3 separate regions of the Mus musculus genome follow, and all the other regions are linked to region 1. A link is a contact called in public HiChIP or PLAC-seq and promoter capture Hi-C data. All regions are on one chromosome and are shown on one strand. Each heading gives the region's core, a stretch centred on a gene start, on an enhancer-like site or on the middle of the called end of the contact. The rest is flanking DNA. Distances are from core to core; before and after follow the strand shown. Region 1 holds the start of Lsp1 (lymphocyte specific 1). Region 2 overlaps Nctc1 (non-coding transcript 1). Region 3 has its middle 31 kb from the start of Krtap5-4.

Region 1 (3,748 bases), core at 1,241-3,740:
GGCCTGTGAGGGCATGCTGAGCCTCTCTGTGAGCTACATGACTGCCTTGTAGCTTCTAAGGCACCACACAGTAGAGATGTAAGGGTGTTCAAGTTTGGTCTTAGGGCAAGACATTCCCTAGGTGTCACCCAGCAGTATCAGCAAGTCACTTGCAGTCCTATGGAGATGCCACACACTGCTCCCAAGGGACAGGAATAAGCTACTGTTGGGTAGTCAGGCCGGGAGACAGCACCCTAGCAGAGGAAGAGCGGCAGGCTTGCATCAGTGGTGTGGGGAACTCGGGAGTGGTACACAGCAAGCAGCCTTCCTGCCTTCTGAGGCTCTGTGGGAGGGGTTTGACTGCCTTGGACTTGGCGTGCATGTGTCCTGCCATGCTTACCCTGGTATACCAGGGCAGGTATGAAGGAAGAGCCTGGCTTCTGCCTGATGCACCTGCTCTACTGTGGACAGCACAGCATGGGGATTCCCCCTGATCTGATCCAGCCCAAACTGACCCTGTTCAGCTCTGGGCTTCTGGGGCTTCCTGAATGGGAACTTCTTAGACCAAATAACCCCTTCTGGGCACTGGGGACTTTACCACTTCAAACAGGAGAATCCCTGGTCTGTGAGTCACCCTGTACAGCAGGCACAGTATCTCCTCCTCCAGGGTCTCAGTTTCATTTTGAAAGGTCGGTGGTGCACTTTGTTCTTTCTTCCTCCATTTTGGGGAGGAGGTCTTTAAGGGGCTCCCAGGCCCCTTTAAGGCTGTAGGATTGTGGAACAGGAGTTCCTGACTGACAGGCACAGGTGCAGCCCAGCTCCGGTCCTACAGCAAGATGACTAGGGATCGGCTGGGACCGCCAGAGCTGTGGGCACCCTTCACTGTGCTGCTTAGACCTCGGCATTTGAGACAGCTGAGAGAGGGGGCTGAGGAAGGGCCTAGGAGGAGGGTGGGGCTGGCTTGGCTGCTTGAAGCTGCCCTTCTATGGGCACAAGGTGGCAGGGGCACTGACGTGCAGTCATTTCTGAACAGGGTCACAGCTGTTGACTGATCACCCTGTTCCACACACCCCGCAGCTTGTGTCCTCATCCAGCCTGGGCAGAGTGTCCTTGGAGCCCTTCTTGGGATGTCACGATGCATGTCCCCCTTCCCAGGAGACAGACTTCATAGAGCCTTTCTGGGAACAACATGGCCCTGGAATCCCAAGGCTGGCACAAGGGTGCTGACCCAGACCAGGCCAGTCTCTGCTTAGCCTCAGACTCCTTTCCTAGCCTGAGGGTTCCTTGGACAACTTTCTAACCAGGGTCCAAATGCAAAGCAATAGTGTGGAGACCCCCCAACATGCACCCCTCAAAGTGAGGTTTCTTCCCATTATCATTGATAAGGATTGAGGAATTGCTGTTCCTGCCCAAGATCTGGCGTCCGGCTTGCGAACTGCAGAGACCCTGCAACCCCTGCTAAGGTGGGCCTTATCTCCTTGAGCCTGTGGCTGAACCCTAAGAGTCACACTCTCCCTGGCAGCCTGGCAGCTCCGGTAGCAATTTTATGTTTTACCTCTTTCTTCCCCTTCCTCTTACACACCTGGACCGCAGCCCCCACATCCTGCTCCCATGAGGCTGCTAGCCTCTGACCTGTCCCCAAGACCTGACACCCTCTTCTGAGACCTGTTCCTGGGACAGGGCAGGGCAGGCACCAATGGCCTGGCTTGGTCTCCATGTCTACCCACTAACAGCTTCCCTTCTCATTACCCCCACCCCCACCTTATGACCCAACACAGGAAAGACAGGGAACACCCTTCACATCCCTTTAAATTGCAGATGCCCTTAAGCAGCTGACAGCCTAAAGGCCTCTGCCCAGCCCTGTCTGTTGCAGGGCAGTGGCCCCCTTTACCTTTGCCAATGTTCATTCCCATACCCACTGTACTTAACAACAGTGCCTGGTCCATAAGACACCATTGACCTTCTCTATCCTCACATAGCAGCTTTGGGAACCCCTGAGGCCTGGTCACCTCTCAGTATCTTAAGGCAGGCCAGACCCCTCAGACAAGCCTATAGGTGCATGAGGTCAGGATTCCTAGGCCTAGTTTCTCCCAACACAGCTACTGCTCTCTCCTGCTGTTCAGGCCATATCCAGCCACTCCCAGTCCCTTCCACACCAAGCATCCATCTTCTCTATTCTGGCTATGAACCCTAGCCAGGAAGATAGCCTTTCCCAGTTAGGCCAAGCTGCAGAGGGAGATAGAGGAGATACACACCTCTCTGGTAAGAGAGGGTTTCTGAAGGCTATCTAAGTCCTATCTGAGATTCTGCCTACTCAGCACTTGGCACAAAGCAAACTGCCCATAGTGGAACTCACCCTTCGCTGTCTTCTGCATGGAGCTCTTCCTGTTCCTCGCATCTGGGATCGATGGCAGCCTCCGCCATGGGCCTGGTGTCTTCGGTGTGGGTGCACTTGTTATGGCTCCTGGTGTTTCTCTGTAGATGGGCGGTGGCCTAGAGCCTCAGCCCCCCACCCTTCCCGCCCCAGGTTTCACTTCCTCCTTCCTGTAGCAGGTTGAGGTTTGAAACCTATGGGGCTTGGGTTTTTTTTTTTTTTTTCCTATGTTGCTGCAACAGAAGAAGAGTTAAAACAAAACAAAACAAAACAAAAAAACAAAAAACCAAAAACCAACTAAACCCAAACCACTCATCAGGAAGTGTTGAGCAAGCAAGCTATAGCCTCCTGGAATGACAGAAAAGGGCTGAGGGTAGAGGTGAGTAAGGCTACTCCTTGCAACTCTGGTCCATAGACCTGAGAGTAGCTATGTCTCCCACAATGTCCAGAATTCATGGTCCCTTTAGTGTCCGTGGACTGCTTTCAATTGCTTTGCATGGAAATCTTCTGTGCTTCCAAGTGTGCTCAATGAACATGGTGGAACTAGTTCTTGATGCTTCAAGGTCATGGCCTTGGACACTCTTAGTTAGCCTTTGCTCCCCAGCCATGTCCAGGGTCCCACATGTGGTGCTCCCCTAGTCTGTGGTTCTAGAGCTTGTCTCTATCTGTCTCCATTCCTAGCTGCTGGACGCTCTTGTCTCCCTGCTCCATCAGCTCTCTCTAATCCTGCCTCTGTGCTCTGGGCATTTGGAACCAGTCGAAGAGTCGGTTGATGTTCCCAGCTATGCTGGGGTGGGTCATGGGTTCTCCTGAGAGGCAGCACCAGAGGAAGGACTGAGGCTTTTGGGAGGGAACCAAAGGGACTATAAAGGAATGATGGGGAATGTGATAGCCAGATCCCAAAGTCCCGGGACTTGGGCTAAAGTGTCACTGGGCCAAGTTGAGGCAGCCACAACATGGTAGAGACTCTCTCTTTGAAGCTTGCTGACCCAAGAGATAGAAAGAAAGGAGCCAGTGCCCTATTTCCCAGCACTGGGCAATGAGTGACCTCGGAAATCTCACTATGAGGTCTTACAGGAGAAGTGCAGAAAGGCAAGAGAGCCTTAGGGTGTTGGGAAACTTAGTAGAAGCTGTAGAGTATCATCTAGAGGTAGACCTGTGTTTGCAAGCCTGCCTGACTGCAGGGAGCCCTTTCTTATCCACATGGTCCAGTGGAGGCAAAGCCTTGCTTACTCTATCCCAGTCCTGAGGAGGGGGCAACAGGAAGAGTGAGTATTGTTCAGCAGACTGGGCAGGACACCTGCCTGCTTTTTCTTCAGCCTCCTCTCTCTCTCCTTTTGCACTTTGCTTCCTTGGGACCCTCCTAAGTGCTCTGTTGATAAGTGGCTGGGAATG
Region 2 (3,615 bases), core at 1,023-3,522, 93 kb before region 1:
CTACTTGTGAGGTTTGTGGATAGTGCTGACCAGCTAAGCCCCATGGGCCAAACCAGACCAGGTTCCAAGGGACAGGAAGGAACTCATTGCTCAGTGCCTGGCCTCAGGCACTGCTGAGCCATCTCCCATTTCCAGGGCACCCGGGGACGGGCAAGGCCTGGATGCTCAGCCGGGCTATTGGCTGTTATTGGGGGAGGAGGTTAAACCTCTATGCTCCTCTCCAATGCCTCTACTCTGATCATTTAACTACTTTCCCACTTCAGCCTCCCAGGTCCTGAAGAATACACCTCTTTGAAACTGAAGGGAAGGATCCTCTACATTACACTCCTATCCCTGCACCACCCCCAGAATGCTCTTCAGTTCTCAGTCACAGAAGAAAGCTAGATTTCAGGGCCAACTAGCTCCTTCCAGGACAAGAAGGGTGGGTCTAGGTAGTCCCACTCACCCAAGTCCTGGCAGGAAGGGGGCTATGGAATTGCGGAAGCACTGAGAACTAGTGGGACAAAAGTCATGCTTGTACCCTTGGCTGCTCTCTCTGGCCACGTACATCATCCTCAGTGGCTCGTAAGTATGGGTGGGCATTGACTGGGAGTCATGAGTTAGGGGACAGCCAGGTTGGGCATGAATGTCTTTTGGAGACTTTGAGAGAAGGGGAGTCACTGGGAGAGGAGAGGGGCCAGAGGCAATCCCGGTTCTGCTAGTTTACATTTGTCTCTTCCCTAAGACTGCACATCTCTCTTGGGGGGAGGGGAGGTGCTGTTAGTGGGGGGAGCTTGGCACTGAGCCCAGTAATCACCCAAGGAAATTATAATGTGGAGCAGAAAGGGATCCTTCAGCTGCTCATCAAAATGATGGAAACACCAGAAAAGCTGAACAAGGAACTGGGCAGCTTGAAGTGTTGTTCACTTAGCTGGGCAGGCAAATTCCTGCAGTCCCATGTAGGGGCTGCAAAGGGGGTCCACAAGGGCTTTGAGGGTCTGGGAAGGTGACAAGGTGCTTGTGGGAGGGCTAGGGACCAGTGGACTAGGATGAAGGCAGCTATTTATCCAACAGCAGTGGAGAAGGAGGTAAAGACACTTGTGAAAGACTGGACAAGGGACAAAGTCCATTCAAGGAAGCCAGAACAAGGAGCAGACGCCTGATGCCCAAGGGCAAAGCTGGCAAGGCACACACAGCCTGGACTTGTGGTACCAAGGCTGATATTCCTGAAATGATGAAGACTGGAAAGGCAGCTTTGCTTAGAATTGGGATGAGCTGGGCCTAGTGCCCTGCTCCCACACCTCAGTCGTCTGCCTGCCTGCCTGCCTGCCTGCCCTCCCACTGGTGTGGGCCTTCTGGATTCCATCAGGTACCACAGCAATCTGGCTGTGACATAATGAGGCAGGCTGGGGTCAGCGGGGTGACCTTTCATGGCCCCAATGTTTGGAAATCCCCAAATCAAAATGACCCAACAGACAAGCTTGAGAGTAGATTTCCCAAGTGGCCCCTTCAATTACCAAGAGAGGAAAACAGCAGGCCCCAGCCATTACCAGTCTCCACAGACGGGACAACTCAGGCCCAGAGAGGTCCCAAGCAGGCCTGCTTAGCTTTAAGCAAAGGTAAGCCAGGCAGCCTGGAGAGAACACACACCAGGCAAAGGCCAACGGAGAAGTCCATGATTGAGGGGTTCAGGCCCCACGATTCTGTAAGCTATGGTACCAATCTGAAAGCCATAGCAGATCTGGGCTTGGGGCAGAAGGGAGGCCATGAGAGGGTTAACTTATAATAGCTCAACCGGGGCTGGAGAACAGCATGCACTAAGGGCTGAATGAGGCAGGGTTGCAGGACAGCCACCCCCAGCCCAGAGTTTTGTAAGCCAACATTCTTCTTTTGTGTCCTTCCTCTCCAGGTGTTATTTGGAAAAAAAAAAAAAAAAGAAAAAAGAGAAAAAAAAAAGCCACTTCAAACTTCATACAAAAAAGCTTCACGCTGAAAATTTAATGTAGAAACCCTGTAATCGCTTTTCCAGAGATAAGACACGGCCAGGAGGGGAACACGATCCCTATAGCATAGAAAGCAGCCGGGGAGGCAGGGCCTGAGGCTGTGAGGCACAGGCTGTGGGGCTGGGGGTGGGGGTGGGGGTGGGAGGTGGAGGAAGAGGCAAGAGCAAGAAGGCCACCTTGGGGGCACAACCATCATGGAGACACTTGAGCCTTCTAAAAGGCTATTGGCCTTCTGTGTACATAGGCGCTCCTTCTTTGGGCAGGACCCTTCGGCCCCAGGAAGCTCGAGTTTCACAGTGACGCCATGGCCTCTTGACCAGCAGCCTCGGAGACTAATTTGGGGTCCTGGAAGGCTCAGGTTGGGAACAGCTAAGCTTCAAAGGGCAGTTAGGCCAGCAGGGTATCTGACCTCTCCTGGAGGGAGATGTCCTGTTGCCTCCTGGTCAGCAGCGCCACCATTGCCCAATACTTGGGGACACCATGCTCCCACTGCCCCCTACCACCACACGGCCCTGGGTACACACAGCCCTCAAACCCACTAAGGCTTGGTTGTAGATGGTGAGACCAAGAACTCCCCTCGTCCCTAGGCATAAGCTTCCCAAGACAAAGAACTGAAAACGCCTGGCTCTTGCCTCAGCCCCCTATCTCCTGTGAGCAGACCCAACTCGTTTAGGCTGTTCCCCACCCAGAAAAATATCAGAAAACAGGCTAGGAGAACACAGAGCCTGGGACCTCCCTGACAGGAAGGTATGGGGTGGGGGTGGGCTGCTCTGGCGGGGGCCCTGGGTGTGTTTGCGCCAGACCTGCAGTTCTGCAGCAACATTCCATGGGTGGGGGTGGAGGAAGGCGCCATGTGGAACCAACTGGCCTGGCTTGGGGGCAGGAGGCCCCCCAAGCAGTGAGCCCAGCTGGGCATGCTTGCTCCTCTACTGCCCCCTTTAGGTAGCCCAAGGCTCAGAACCAGCTCCCCCAGAGACCATGCTGAGCACTTAGCCACCCAAAAAGTGGGATCCTGTGTCCAACAGAAGAAACTAAGACACAGAGACCTCTAAAGGGGAAGGGGGAATGCTGTCCTCTGAATTAATAGTCCCAGACCCTCCTGAAGTCAGTGGGGAGGGACTGGGGATATAGCCTAGTGGGTAGAGCCTGGTATGTACGAAACCCTAGGTTTGATCTACACTACATAAGCTGGACATGGTGGCACATGCCTGTAGTCTCAGAACTGAAGAGGCGGCAGCAGGAGAATGGGACCTTCAAGGCCAACCTCGGCTATATAACAAATTCAAGGCCTGTCTCAAAAATGAAACAACAAAAATAAAAAACTTGCGGAGGGAAGAGATACCACATAGCTCTCTGCATGATCCCAAGATCTTGGGAGCTCTGATCTCTACCTTGGGACCAGCCCACACTCACCCAAGCCCCACATTGACTCCCCCATAGCTCTATATGGCATACTAACTTGGCAGGAATAAGCAGGGCACACATGGTCAGGCAGAACCCTCACAAAGTCAGTACTTGCTTCTCTCAAACATGGCTATGGTTTTCTTTGTTGTCCACCCCACCAAGAAGACATCATAGGCTAAGGATGCTGTTTGCCTGTCCTTCCTAGTGTTGCCAGGACAATGACACAGAG
Region 3 (3,628 bases), core at 1,015-3,514, 130 kb after region 1:
CCTGATCTTCCTGCTTCTATTTCCTAAGGTCTGGGATTACAGGTACGCACCACTATATCTTGTTTCGGTAATGCTGGGGATTGATCCCAGGGCTTCCTGTACATAAGATAAACCTTCTACAGCCCCAGCCCTGTAAAACCAAAATCAACCTGATGGGAGAGTTCAAGGTTTAGAGATGTTTAGGGATGGTGAGGACAGGGGTGTTTTGAGGGCGCTGGAGTGATCTTGATCTTGGTCTAGGAGGATGCTCAGCTTTGCAGCATTAGGTCAATGCAATAAAGCCACATACAGCAAGGATAGTGTCTTAAGGGTCCTGGAGGGCAGCACAGGGGTCAGCACTACAAGCCCCAGCATCCAGTCAGTCTGTCTGTCTTGATAATCATCCTCATTTTTGTGAGTTCTGCTCAGACTGGAAACAGACAAGTCCACTTTATCCCTCAGCTGCAGCAGGTAAAGGCTGTAAAGTGAGTTGTATGGGTCAACAGGAGCCCAGCCTTACAGATCTCCATCCTACCTGGGGGTGGGGGAGAGAGGACCAGAGAACAGAACCTAGGACACAGGAAAGGGACCGGCCAGAAGCTTAGCCTGGCTCCTGGACTCTGGCTCCTATACTCCTGGCTATTTGATTTGAAGGTGAAGTGTAGGGCCTTTGATCTCTGATGTTAATAGAGTAGTGGCCACAAAGGTTCCCGGGAGCTCACTGGCCAGCCAGACTAGAGGTATCATGTGCTCCTGAGTCAATGAGAGACTACATCTCCAAAACAATAAGGCAGGTGGGGTTGATAAAGACACTGACCTCTGGATTCCACACATGTGCAAGCACACATGAACACACAGATATGATCAGGAATCTGCTACTGCCACCATACAGTTCTGTAGGATAGAGGCCAGAATCAAGTGCCACAGGGTCATGTTTTGGTAAAAGACTATCCTGTCTGCCTATTCCAGCTTCTGGCAACTGCTAGGTATACTGTCATGTTCATGTGTTCTCAGTCTTGGTGACCCTCCTCACACGGTCCTGTCCTCTATATCTCCCATAGGCCAGGACTCAGGATCAGCTCAGGTCTCAGAAAAAGGGCAAGACTCAAAATCAGGGCACCACTGGGGATCAGAACAGGCCTGGAGGTCAGGGCAAGAGTTAGGATTAGGGCAGGACTCGGGATTAGCATATCCCTGGGGATCAGAGAGGATATCAATACCGGGGTACGAATCAGAATTTCTCAGATCCTGTGGTGTTCTGGTTGGATGGATGGAGGACTCCTGAAGCTTAAGAACTTGGGTCCTGCAGAACTGGCTGACTCAGGTTTATTCAGGGCACCTTATGGTCACGGATGGCACTGCCTGGTTGGCTGGCAAACATGGAGACTCGTGGAAGCAGGCACAGCACAGACCACCTGGCAGGGAGCCACTGGGACCAGCTTGGCTGGCTGGCAGGCAAGCACAGTAACTAGAGCATCGAGAGCCACAACGGTGGAGGGCTTGTCCCCATCCTGTGCACAGGACAGCGGCCATTCCAGAAGAGAAGCACCATATGGTCAGCCCGGTAAACACTAGAAAGAGCCAAAGTACATGGGTGCCTATATATGTAGAATTTCATCAGGGTCAAGGGGACCCTGTCGGTGTGTCCGTAGGCTCCTGCAGTAGCCAGAGCACAGGCATGGATAGACATACACTAAAAACCTAGTGGTGGTGTTGATATGGACTCAGGACCTCGCCTGCATCTGAGGATCCTGGAGCAAAATGGAAGCTTATCTTCTAGGAGGGGCTCAGACAGGAAGCTGGGTGCTCCACCCAGGGTGTCTGTGTGCTCTCGACGAGGAGCAGCATTCTACCCCAGGAGCATCTCAGCCCCTCAGATGGAAGACACACATTGCTCTGCATTCATGGAGAAGGCCACGGTGACCATCCTACCCACCTCTTTCTACAGTGGAGTCTACGGGTGGGCCAGCGTCTAGTCTCTTATAGAACCAGCACCCTTCTCCCCAACTACCGGCTTTCAGCAATCACAGAAGGTCTATGGCACTTTATCTTGTCTACTTTTTAAAGCCAGTTTGATGGGGAGGAGAGCTTTGGAAATCAGAGGTCATGATGATCAAATTGCCAGCTCTCTGTGAGAGGCCAATTTGTCCTCTCCCTGTCATCTTGGGTTCCTGAAGCTGGGTCTCCATCATCTGCTGCCTCCTCTTTCCTAGGCATAGTCTGGCCCTCCTGTGAGTCTGCAGAAGCTGCTTCTGGAAGAGCTCAACAAAGAACCTGTTTAGACAAGAGCACTTTGAGTAGTGCATGAGCGCCCCCTGGTGGCTGTGTGCTCCGAGCCTGTGGTCTGGACAGGACAGAATCTGGCTTTGAAGGCACTGAGGCAGGGACCACCGGTCCAGCAGTGAGAGTTCAGAACCCAGCAGTGGGTGCCTGAAGGGTGCTGCTTGTTTAGGCTGGTCTGTGGAGGTCTTCACTGGCCCATTTGTAAGCCTGATTGCTAGGTGCTCTGGTCTCCTATTCTTTCCCCCATGACCTATGCCCTAAAGAGTCCCTGAGGTAATTCACGTAATTCAGGCCCTGCAGGGAGAGGCTGACAGGGAAACAGGGCAGAGGCTCAGGTATCAACATGGACTTCTGGGAAGGCAACAGCTTCTTCTTGGAGTATTGCCAACTGTTCTGGGCCCCTCAGTGATCTTGCTGGACCCTGTCCTGCCCCCTGTATACTCCACTTAAATCCACAAGGAAACCATTCTGCCTACCCCCTATTCCTTCTGCAACATCTTGCTCCTTGTGGTCCCTCTGTCACTGACAAGTCCCTGTGTCCATGATGGACACCACCTGTCATCCCAGCTTTGCTCAAGCTTTCTCCCTTTCCTCTACTTTATCCAGCTGGGACAGATGTGACATGCAGGTGACAGAGACAGAACTGCTGGCCTGCAAACGGGAAATACTGAGGCTGAAAGGGCTTCACCCAATGGCAGAAAGGACAACTTGTGGAAGGCCTTTCCCAGCCAAAACCTCTGCTCCCACTCCTATTCTGAAGGGTGACAGCAAAGGTGAAAAGGAGAGACATAGTTAGCCATCTTTGTTTAGGGTCCCCACTGAAGGACATGAATTCATGTGAGGATTGAGGGTTCATCTTCTGATGTGGAGAGAGGACGCAGGAGCCCCTGAGGCAGTCTCACCAGTGGAATGGAGGACCCTGGACTGATGAGGAAGCAGGAGGAAAGAAGCGTTGTCCTCCAGTGGGGGAAGACTGGGGTGGGTCATCAGGTCATCACAGAGTTGCTGAGAACAGGAAGCTCTGAATGTATCTGGCCCTCAGCTCCTGTGGCCAGCGGCTAGACAGCATTCAAGCAAGTCATAGACCCTGTGGCTATGCTCAGTCTCTGCTTCTAGAATATTCCAGAGAGCTCGGGTTCCTACTGAGTCCCCTGGCCCTGTTGAGGACATGAGAATGAAACAAAACTTGGTCCTTCTTTGGGGCCTGTGCCCACCATGGCCTGTGTCCCATGTCTTGGGTTGTCCATATCTCCACAGCCCACTCACCCGAATTGCCCACTCTGAGGCCTGGCCAGGAACTTTGGGTCCCCATGAGGGGCCATATGGTTCTGGAAGACTCTCAGGATGCCTCTGACCCTCCCAAAGG

What was found. Promoter capture Hi-C pulls out the DNA fragments that hold promoters and counts their contacts. HiChIP or PLAC-seq counts read pairs in DNA pulled down with a chosen protein or histone mark.
Region 2: a contact with region 1 is called in a promoter capture Hi-C map of second pharyngeal arch cranial neural crest, with 3 times the contacts expected there. The contact joins the enhancer-like site here to the promoter of Lsp1 in region 1. A contact is called at or near these places in 6 of 39 promoter capture datasets (the HPC-7 cell line, cranial neural crest, frontonasal cranial neural crest and 3 more), 2 of 484 Hi-C or Micro-C datasets (both in muscle stem cells) and 2 of 115 datasets of contacts at active chromatin or transcription factors (differentiating embryonic stem cells and double positive thymocytes).
Region 3: a contact with region 1 is called in an H3K27ac HiChIP or PLAC-seq map of double positive thymocytes, with 4 times the contacts expected there. The contact joins the enhancer-like site here to the promoter of Lsp1 in region 1. A contact is called at or near these places in 24 of 39 promoter capture datasets (3T3-L1-derived adipocytes, the C10 cell line, the HPC-7 cell line and 14 more), 7 of 484 Hi-C or Micro-C datasets (the C2C12 cell line, the HL-1 cell line, bone marrow-derived macrophages and 4 more), 12 of 115 datasets of contacts at active chromatin or transcription factors (the HL-1 cell line, the HPC-7 cell line, bone marrow-derived dendritic cells and 7 more) and 4 of 9 other capture datasets (adipose tissue, liver, macrophages and 1 more).

What each region holds. Positions count from the first base shown.
Region 1 is chr7:142,459,554-142,463,301 of GRCm38.p6, reverse strand. It overlaps Lsp1 (lymphocyte specific 1), which reads right to left and starts at 2,490. Exons shown (of 11, transcript NM_001136071.2): 1 at 2,336-2,490. The coding sequence starts at 2,403.
Region 2 is chr7:142,551,983-142,555,597 of GRCm38.p6, reverse strand. It overlaps Nctc1 (non-coding transcript 1), which reads left to right. Exons shown (of 3, transcript NR_002452.2): 2 at 1-564. Among named protein-coding and RNA genes, the nearest start is that of Nctc1, 4.8 kb to the left of the region's middle. RefSeq lists an enhancer at 785-3,615. Within about 2 kb of position 2,272, at least 47 of the 459 cell types and tissues checked have an H3K27ac peak or open chromatin away from gene starts, as enhancers often do.
Region 3 is chr7:142,333,112-142,336,739 of GRCm38.p6, reverse strand. It overlaps a transcript of Ifitm10 not described here. Among named protein-coding and RNA genes, the nearest start is that of Krtap5-4, 31 kb to the right of the region's middle. Within about 2 kb of position 2,264, at least 32 of the 459 cell types and tissues checked have an H3K27ac peak or open chromatin away from gene starts, as enhancers often do. A contact at or near this core is called in bone marrow-derived macrophages and double positive thymocytes, where this site is marked.